Regions from separate parts of the Mus musculus genome. Here region 1 is linked to region 2. Evidence: chromatin contacts called from public HiChIP or PLAC-seq data. All regions are on one chromosome and are shown on one strand. The core of a region is the stretch at or near the end of the contact, and the rest is flanking DNA. Distances in the headings are between cores, read along the strand shown. Region 1 has its middle 54 kb from the start of Gm40876. Region 2 holds the start of Gmds (GDP-mannose 4, 6-dehydratase).

Region 1 (4,328 bases), core at 868-3,367, 73 kb before region 2:
TCGCCTCTCAAATACAGGACCTGGAGGACCTAAGCAAGGAGCCTTTCCTTTGAGACAGCCTTCATAGTTCCTGAAAGGTATGCAAGCTATCCAAACTGCCAAGAGACAAAAGCAACCAACAGTCTTACCCAGCTCCAACACAACACAGCTAAACCACAGCGAGGATTAGTATGGCACAATAACCCTAAAGGTCTAAGTGTGATGGTTTGTATATGCTCAGTCCCAGGAGTGGCACTATTAGAAGGTGTGGCCCTATTGGAGTGGGTGTGGTCTTGTTGAAGTAGGTGTGTCACTGTGAGTGTGGGCTTAAGACTCTCACCCTAGCTACCTGGAAGTCAGTATTCTGCTAGCAACCTTCAGATGAAGATGTAGAATTCTTAGCTCCTCCTGTGCCATGCCTGCCTGGACGCTGTCATGTTTCTGCCTTGATGATAATGGACTGAACCTCTGAACCTATATGCTAGCCCCAATTAAATGTTGCCCTTATAAGAGTTGCCTTGGTCATGGTTTCTGTTCACAGCAGCAAAACCCTAAGACAGCAAGAAAGACAATCATATCTTAGTGGTAACCCATGGCTCTCTAGTCACACTCGACACTCAACAGGAGGGGAATCACACTTGGTGCTGGGAATCTAGCCAACTACCTCAGGCTGGTAAGGTCATACATCTTGGAGCTGAATCTACTATGACCTTGACTAAGCCAGCATAATTCCTAACATGCCATAACTCTAAATACTTATCCTTATACACACCGATAAGTGTAGCTCTTAGTGCTCATCAGAGAAACCTCTCTTTGCAGCAGAAAATCACAACCAGTCAAACGGGGATCATGCAGTGCCCAACCTCAACTGATAATGCACAGCAGAGCACAAGTCCTGCACCTGAGGATCAGAAAACCTCAAGGAAGAGGGAGATGGAAGGAAGGTTGTACAAGCCAGAGGACCAGAAAAATATGCTTTGAGACTGTGCCTTCTTAAAATGACATGAAAGCTTCACCCATGGTACTTCAACAAAATGGCTGACTGAACAAGATCCGAAGAAGTACACCAGTGGACATGCTAACATAGTCATGGGAAATCTTATGGGCAGCCACAGAGTGCTGAGAGTGGGGGAGAAAGTCCTCCCTAACGATGAATTTCCTAATTGGCTGTTGAATACTGTGGTGGTTTGAATACGTTTGGTCCCTAAAGACTCATGTGTTTGAATGCTTGGCCCATAGGGAAGGGAGTGGCACTATTAGGAGACATGGCCTTGTTGAAGTATGTGCGGCTTTGTTTGAGGAAGGATGTCACTGTGGGGTAGGCTTGAGGTCTCCTATGCTCAAGCTATGCCCAGTGTAGAACACAATCTCCTTTTGCTGCCTGTAGATTAAGACATAGAACTCTCCTCTGGCACCATGTCTGCCTGCATGATGCTATGTGTCCCACCGGATGGTAATGGACTAAACCTCTGAAACTGTAAGCAGCACCAATTAAATGTTTTCTTTTATAAGAGCTGCTGTGGTCATGGTGTCTCTTCACAGCAATGAAACCCTAACTAAGATAAACACCAAGTGCTGAGCCCTGAAATCATATACATGCAAGTAACACTAAGTGGAAAAACATATTGTATTTATATATAAGTGTGTGTGTGTGTGTGTGTGTGTGTGTGTGTGTGTGTGTGTGTGTGTGTGTTAATGAACAGCCAGACAGTGGTGAATGCCTACAGTCCCAGCTCCACTGGATGATCACTTCATCCCAAGGACACAAATCCAACCTGGCCAGCCAAACTGAACCCTGTTTCTTTAAACGAGACGGGGAGGAAGTTAGGGAGTAGAAGAAGGAAATGGAAGAAAAATTATAGCAGCAGCAGCACCACAAAGATTCATAACCAGTAAATTTATACCTAAGCACACCAGAATCATTTTGTGGGTGTGTGCTGTAAACACGCATTCACAACTGTGAAAACAACAATCTAAAATAGGCTATAACTCCACGAACACTACTGGCAAAGAAAATAAGAGAGTTTAAATGTCAGAATGTCAGCTAATGCCATCTTGCCAAGTTAACTCAGTTCCGTCACATTTCTGTGACATTGACAAAGTAGCCTTCCTCGATCGAGCCAGCAGGTGGCAGTATTGACTGCGTACCAGAACACCCTACATCTGGCTGGAACATACTGTTTCAAAAGAGTAATTCCCAAGAAATACAAATGAGTTCATCTTATCTGTGTTTTGAAACTTTCAAAGATATTGTTCCATCATATCAGAGACTACTGTGAACTCCCTTTGTAAAGCCTGATGATCCGTCTATTTCTCTTGGCTCTGGGCATGGCATTGAATTGATGGGACATGTTTGGTTTCCAAGCGCTAGTTAAAAGGATAGACACTTTATCTGTTCCACAGTTAGCAAAGCACCACTGTTTACCTTGCGCAGGACAGGGCCTCTGAACTGCATGGGAACTTTCTAAAAGCGAGACACTGAACAACATGTGGATGTGAAGCACACTCCCATTTGGACCTCGACTGGTTGAAACAGACCCTGTGGCTCCGGAATCCTGTATGCGACATACCCATTACCGTGATTCAAATCAGATCTCCCCCCCACCCCACCCCCCCGCCCCCACCCCATCCCCAGACTTCTCTATCAGCTGTATTTTCATTTGATGGGTCTTTATCTGTACTTTACTTTGCTTTGTTTTCTTTGCTAACTAATTGGAACAGTTTCAGACATCACGACTTTGAATCTCACCCACAGGATAACCCACTGCCCATCATAACCGTCAAAGACACATGTAAATGTAAATCCTACTTTATCACAGGGATAAGCTTACTCGTTCTTTTTCTCCGCCAGAGTTTCACTTTGCTTCACCAGAGTTTCACTTTGCTTCACCAATCCCCTCAAAAGGCCTTGCTCAGTTATTCACCTCCTCTTGAACAGTTAGTTAACAAACTTTTCTTAATGGGTTAGATAGTAAACATTTTAGGCTTTGGGGACCCAGGAGGCAGAGTAGATCCTTCCACTCATGGATGGGCAAACCATTGTGAGCTTGTGAACAATATAACACCCAGAGGCAGTCTCCAGGGGAAAGGTTTGCAACTGACTTATAGAAAATAACTTGTTATGAGGAGCCCAGATAGACAGCTCCTCATTTTCTTCAACTGAAGGGTACCCCTCCCCCCGCAGTTTTATTGCACTGCAAACTGTATCAAACAGTCATCTTGGTTTTGCGCTTAGTGAGTTACATGAAATTATTACACAGGCCTTGAGCTAGGTAAATTTGTCTAACTGTGGCCACACTTCAAGTGAGGAAAGATGAGCTTTATGCCTGGTAAATTGAGAATATTCTATATGCCTTGTATTTTACAGTACATATTAGGATCTAATCCCATCATGAATTGAACAACATCTTATTGTTTCCATCAAAATCCATAAAGACTGAGAAAGACAAGGCTACACACACACACACACACACAAATGCATGCACGAACCCCACATACATACACATACGCACATCATATACATGCACAAGCATACATGTACGCACACACACACACACACACACACACACACACTCCCTTGTTACATGTTGACTTTCAATAGATTGCAGCAGAGGAGCAACCCTGCAACAAATCACTCCCAACTCCCAACAGTGAGGCCCTATATTGCAACAGACTAAAACTCTTCCCACTTAAGACATTTCCTGTTTCAAGCTGCAGAGCACGTCCAGCAAGGGAACTCAGTGGCCAAGCGTACTTCTTGCCCCCAGGCCTGGAGATCTAAATCTGACCTTCAGAATCTCCGTGGTAGAAGGAGAGAACTGACCCCTGGAAATTGTCCTCTGACCTCCACATGAGCACACAGACACAGGCGTGAAGAAGAATTTAAAAATACTTGACAGGAAAGAGAGCTACATAACAGAATTTGATACTGATTTTGATACCTACATTATTTATATATATAAGCATACATGTTCTGTATGTATGTGTGCTGGGGATTGAATTCAGGGCCTCATTCATGCTAAACACATGATCCATCACGGGTGTATGGGGGTCAATCAAGCTCCCGTATTTTCATTAAGGAACACAACGGCAGAGTTCTTTTGTAAAAACTGTTCACGGTGATGTGTGTCTACAATCCCAGCACCAGGACTGGCAAGTCCCTGGCTTTCATTAGCCAGCCAGTCTAGGGGAGTCAGTGAACTCTGGGTTCTCTGAGAGACCTGGTCTCAGAAAGCTGGGTGGAAAATGACTGAGGAAGACACCCATGTTGACCTCTGACCTCCACATATGCACACACATGCACACATACACAAACAAATAAGCAGGCACCAGGGGAAATGTCGTATGAT
Region 2 (4,700 bases), core at 1,515-4,014:
ACACAAAAATAAAAATATGTAATTAAAATAAGACTGACCACCACAAGCGCTGTAGTGCTAACTTCATGGTAAACAATGCAAATTTGGTTGATTGGATGCAAGTTAAAAGGATATAGAGAACAGACTGTATTGATACGATGAGTCAGCTGGGCTGGTAATCATAGGATGTTCAGCAACAGACCCATTCACTCTTTAATCATTAAATATCAATAGTGTTACAGTAAAAAGTGTCAAATGTCTTCTAGGTTACGAAGTCTCCTACAGTTATGAATTACTATGCTACACTAGCACTCTCCCTCTGGCTAATAGAAATCTCATGTTGTCCAGTCCCTATGCTGACTGCACACATTCCCCTAAGGTTACTGGGGAATTACAATGATGCCCACTACCAACTGTCTTCCATGCTTCCAAACCAAACCAACAAGAAAAGTCTTTCCCCTTTGTCTGTAAGGAGATGTATTGTGTCTCTCTATTATTTCATATATTGAAGTGTAAGACTTCATCACCTCAAGACTGAGTCTTTAAAAAAAGGCAATGGGGGGGGGCTATAGTTTAGTTGGTACAGTATTTGTTTAGTATATACAATATCCTTGGTTTGATCCCTGGAACCACATAAGCATGGTGTAGTGGTCCATGCATATAATTTGAGTAAGCAAGAGGTAGGGGCAGGGGGAAAGAAACTTAAAGTCATTCTTGGCTATATAATGAATTGCAGGCCAGCAGCCCTGGGCTACATGAGACCCTGTCTAAAAATAAAACAAAGGAAACCATAAATAAATAAATAAATAAATAACCAAAATCACAAAACAAAAAACTTTATAAAAATAATTAAAACAAAAAGTAATTGGTAATTGGATACCTTTTATTTTTAATTACTTTGTTTACTATTTTTTTCTTTTAAATGTGTGGCCGAGGAGAGCTTGTAGGACTTCATTCTCTCCTCCCAGTATGTGGGTATAGGTATTAGATTCAGGATGGCAAGCGCCTTTACCTACCAGGCCATCTGGCTGGCTGGGAGCTATGGTCTTTAAATGGAAATTAAGGTAATGTGGGGTCATTAGGGTGGTTCCTAATGAAAGGGAGTCACTGTCCTTACAATAGGAAATTGGAACGCAAGCACATGGAGAGGAAGTGTGTCATGACCAGATGCAAGGTGACATCTACAAGCCAGGAGACAGGCCTCAGAGGAAGTCAACCCCGATCTTGAATATCCAGATTCTAGGATGGTAATAAAGGAAATACCGGTTGGATGTTTAAGGGACACAGTTTTTTATTTCTGACAGTTTGCAATATCTTCTTTACTATTTTTGCATTTCCAGGCCCTAAAAAATATTGGTTTTATTTGTTTACTTTTGTACTATTGGGCATCAATCCCATTAGGCAAGTGCTTTACCACCAAGCCATAGCTCAGCACATCCAATACATATTTGATTTTTATGATTTTTTTCTGTTAAATTTTTTACTAGACAGATAAATTCCTAGTATTCATTAGTATGATAGAAGGTGTCAGACCTACAGAACAAATGGGACATATCTCTCCTAAGTATTCATTTTTTTCTATTTATCCTTACATTACAACATATTTACATAAAACTAAATCAATAGTTAAAGATCATCTAGATTTTAGACATTTCTTGCCTTAAGGAATATATTTCCCCAACTTCTAGGTCTCATTTTCCATATAGAATGCGCTAGAGGAAAGGTAAAAATATTAAACCAGACAAGCCTATGTATAAAGTTTGGAATGTTTCCGAGGAGTTTGGGCACTCTGGTTTTGGAACTACAGGTTTGTATCATATCTAGCAGGTTCTATTGGGCCCTGTCCTAGTAGCTCAGTTTGCAAAGGGAAAGACGGTTTGAGGATGTTTATTGGAGAGATAAGCTGGACAGTATGTGTGTACGTGTGTATGTGTGTGTGTTTCTTCCCTACACCCTTGTCCCTATGTCTGAGTCCTTTGTCAGCCTTTCTCAGTCAGTGAATCTGTCAGTGTGCATGCACTAAATAGAAACAAGTTCAAAAGACACTGCAACAACCCCACCTCATGAAATTTGTACAGGTTTTACTGACCTGTGGATTTTTGTCAATTGTTTCCTTATGCAGGATGGGGGCGGGGCCAGAAACTTCCAGCCCTCGAAGTAAATACTGTTCCTTGAACGGAATTACCGGGAACCCCCAAACTAGTCCAAACATTAGCAAACTGCTAATGTTCACAGAAGATTCACAGGTTAGAGTAGCCTTGAAACTCTAGTGCCTTCGAGAAATGTTAAAACTGACCTGCTCACAAAGACAATGAAGCAGATTTCTAGAAATTTAATAAGGTCGATGACTCCAGCCTTGGATACCTAGATTTGGATTTCAGAGCTCTTTCCTACCGAGAAGGTCAGCTCGTCATTCCTCCTGGCATCATGGGGCGATATGAGGATTCCCGGAGACCGAGGCCCATGCAGGCCATATCCTCTACTCTGACCGCAGACTTACATCCTTCCTCTTCCAGGGGCCCGGCGCCCTCAGGCCCCGCCCCCAGAGAGGCGTGGCTCAGCGCGGAGACCCCGGCAGGGGCGGAGCTGTCGGGGGCGCTGCTGACGCGTCGCTGCTTGGGCGAGTGACGCGGCGCCAGCCAGGCCTCAGCCCGGCTCGCGCCGCCCGCCCCGACTAAGCTGGCCCGCCCCTCGCTCCACGCCCGGCCTCCCGCGCGCCCTGTCAGACCGTGGCGGCCGCTGCAGCTCCGTGAAACGACTGGCGCGCGCACCCTGGTCCCTGCCGGCCCGCGGCTCGTTCCACTCCGCCTTCCTCTCGGCCGCACGCTCACCCGCCTGAGGCGACATGGCTCAAGCTCCCGCTAAGTGCCCGAGCTACCCGGGCTCCGGGGATGGCGAGATGGGCAAGCTCAGGAAGGTGGCTCTCATCACTGGCATCACCGGACAGGTGAGTGCGGGGCGGGGACGAGCGGCCTGTAGCCCGGGGGCACGTGGGCCGCCTCCCCGCGCAGGGCCGCTGTGCCACCGGGAACTGCGCTCCACGAGTCCCGGAAGGTGTGAGCGGCTGCGGGATGGGACAGCTTCAGCCCCAGCAGCATGGCTCTCTGATCCTTCTGGGGGTGTGAGCTGGTGGTGCTAAGCAACCGGACCACTCTGCTCCACCTGTCCCCTGGGTGACTGTAGTTTCTTTCCTGGAGCCCAAGTGAGCTCTTGGAAGGAATTTCGTACTTTGTAGATCCTGGTGCAGGGAAGGAAAGGGGCGAGGAATATGTCAGTATGTGGAGTCCCAAAGTGAGACCGACTTTTCTAATTCCAAAGGCATGAACTCCTTGGGTGAGGTAATTAGGCTGTGCTGTCTTGAATGTTGGGACCCCATGGCCTATGCTAGGCATGACTAATTTATGACAGTCATCTCATAGAGGTATGGCAACAGATAAGGCTAACCACTGCCTTGTCAAGTTGTGTAGAGTGAGATTCAGGGGTGTTGAAGTAATGTCCTTGTTACTTGCTGTAGGGCATCTGTTTTCTGTGTATCCCAGGACATCTGATGGTGGTCAATGCTAAAGCGAAGATGGTAAAGATGATAATAAAGCTAATATGGCCCACACCAGCATACTTACCATATCGGAGTTACTTGGTTAATACTGACTAGTTAGCTTCCATACAACAAAGTCCTTATTTCCAGTTTAAGATTGAGGAAAATGAGTTTGAATTACCTGAAGCCCAACAGGTAGGAAGTGTATTGTTGGGGTTGGAAGTGGTCTTAAAGTTCTCTCGTTTTACCAAAGAGCAGATACACAGTTCCCAGACATTAGACTATTTCAGTTACTAGCTACTGATCATTCTTTCAGTTATCATTGCATCTTGTTTAAGGTACTTTCGATAAATAAACGTTTACCAACTAGTAAGATAGAAGAGGTAGGAAAAGGGTCCAGGGTTGAGGATAAAAACGTCAAGTCAGGGACTCCTCAGGGGTGCTCTACCATAGAACTGTGCACCCCCCCCCATGTCACCTCTCTTTTCTAATGCTAGAGATCTTTCAGATGGTTCTCTTTTCCCAAGTTTTCAGACTGGTTCTTAAGCCCAGATGTTAACTGCATTCACATACTCTCTAAAGTAAACTTTCACTTAGTATTATCAAGAAATTGAGTTAGGATGTTGTGTGCCATGTTAGTATGGCGTATAGCAATGTAAGCGGCCAGCATTTTGTATCAGTGCAGCTTAGAAGTGGAATCTCATTAAATAGTTGAAAACTGTTGTTTGGTAGATACTTCATGGGAAGGAAGCCTTGGAAGTGCCCACCACTCCTACCCCCAGCAAGGATTCTCCTGAAGTACTATCAATACTTAAAAATACCACTTCCTGACCAGGAGTTTTGGGTTTCTCATTTCATTTCAGACTCCAAACACCTGCTGTGCTTTCAGGTTTGAAAACTTAGATGCCTTTGAGCTCTGCCCTACTACCCATCACTTCCCTGACACATCACCTCCTTGACACTCCTCTGTATTTTTTTCCTTGCTTGCTTGAGTTGACCAGGTTTGTCAACAGCTTTAAGAAAAGATTTTCTCATTTTCATCCTAGTTCCTCCCACACGGCTTTAGGTAGTGGGCCTTGAAAAATGTTGACTGACTTTCACTACGAACAGAATGCATTTTTAATGTTCATCTGTAGTGTGCAGGCCTTTTGAGGCTGCTCTGGTACAAGCTATGTAATATATATCC

Evidence for each region. HiChIP or PLAC-seq counts read pairs in DNA pulled down with a chosen protein or histone mark.
Region 1: an H3K4me3 HiChIP or PLAC-seq map of intestinal crypt epithelium shows a contact between it and region 2, with 5 times the contacts expected there. The contact joins the enhancer-like site here to the promoter of Gmds in region 2. A contact is called at or near these places in 4 of 39 promoter capture datasets (the 3T3-L1 cell line, 3T3-L1-derived adipocytes and liver), 1 of 15 datasets of contacts at CTCF or cohesin (CD8 T cells), 6 of 484 Hi-C or Micro-C datasets (the C2C12 cell line, CD8 T cells, the Patski cell line and 3 more), 3 of 115 datasets of contacts at active chromatin or transcription factors (the HPC-7 cell line, intestinal crypt epithelium and intestinal villus epithelium) and 3 of 9 other capture datasets (adipose tissue, liver and pancreatic islet).

What each region holds. Positions count from the first base shown.
Region 1 is chr13:32,409,565-32,413,892 of GRCm38.p6, reverse strand. No RefSeq gene overlaps it. Among named protein-coding and RNA genes, the nearest start is that of Gm40876, 54 kb to the left of the region's middle. Within about 2 kb of position 2,117, at least 11 of the 459 cell types and tissues checked have an H3K27ac peak or open chromatin away from gene starts, as enhancers often do.
Region 2 is chr13:32,336,608-32,341,307 of GRCm38.p6, reverse strand. Gmds (GDP-mannose 4, 6-dehydratase) reads left to right here and starts at 2,764. Exons shown (of 11, transcript NM_146041.2): 1 at 2,764-2,926. The coding sequence starts at 2,825.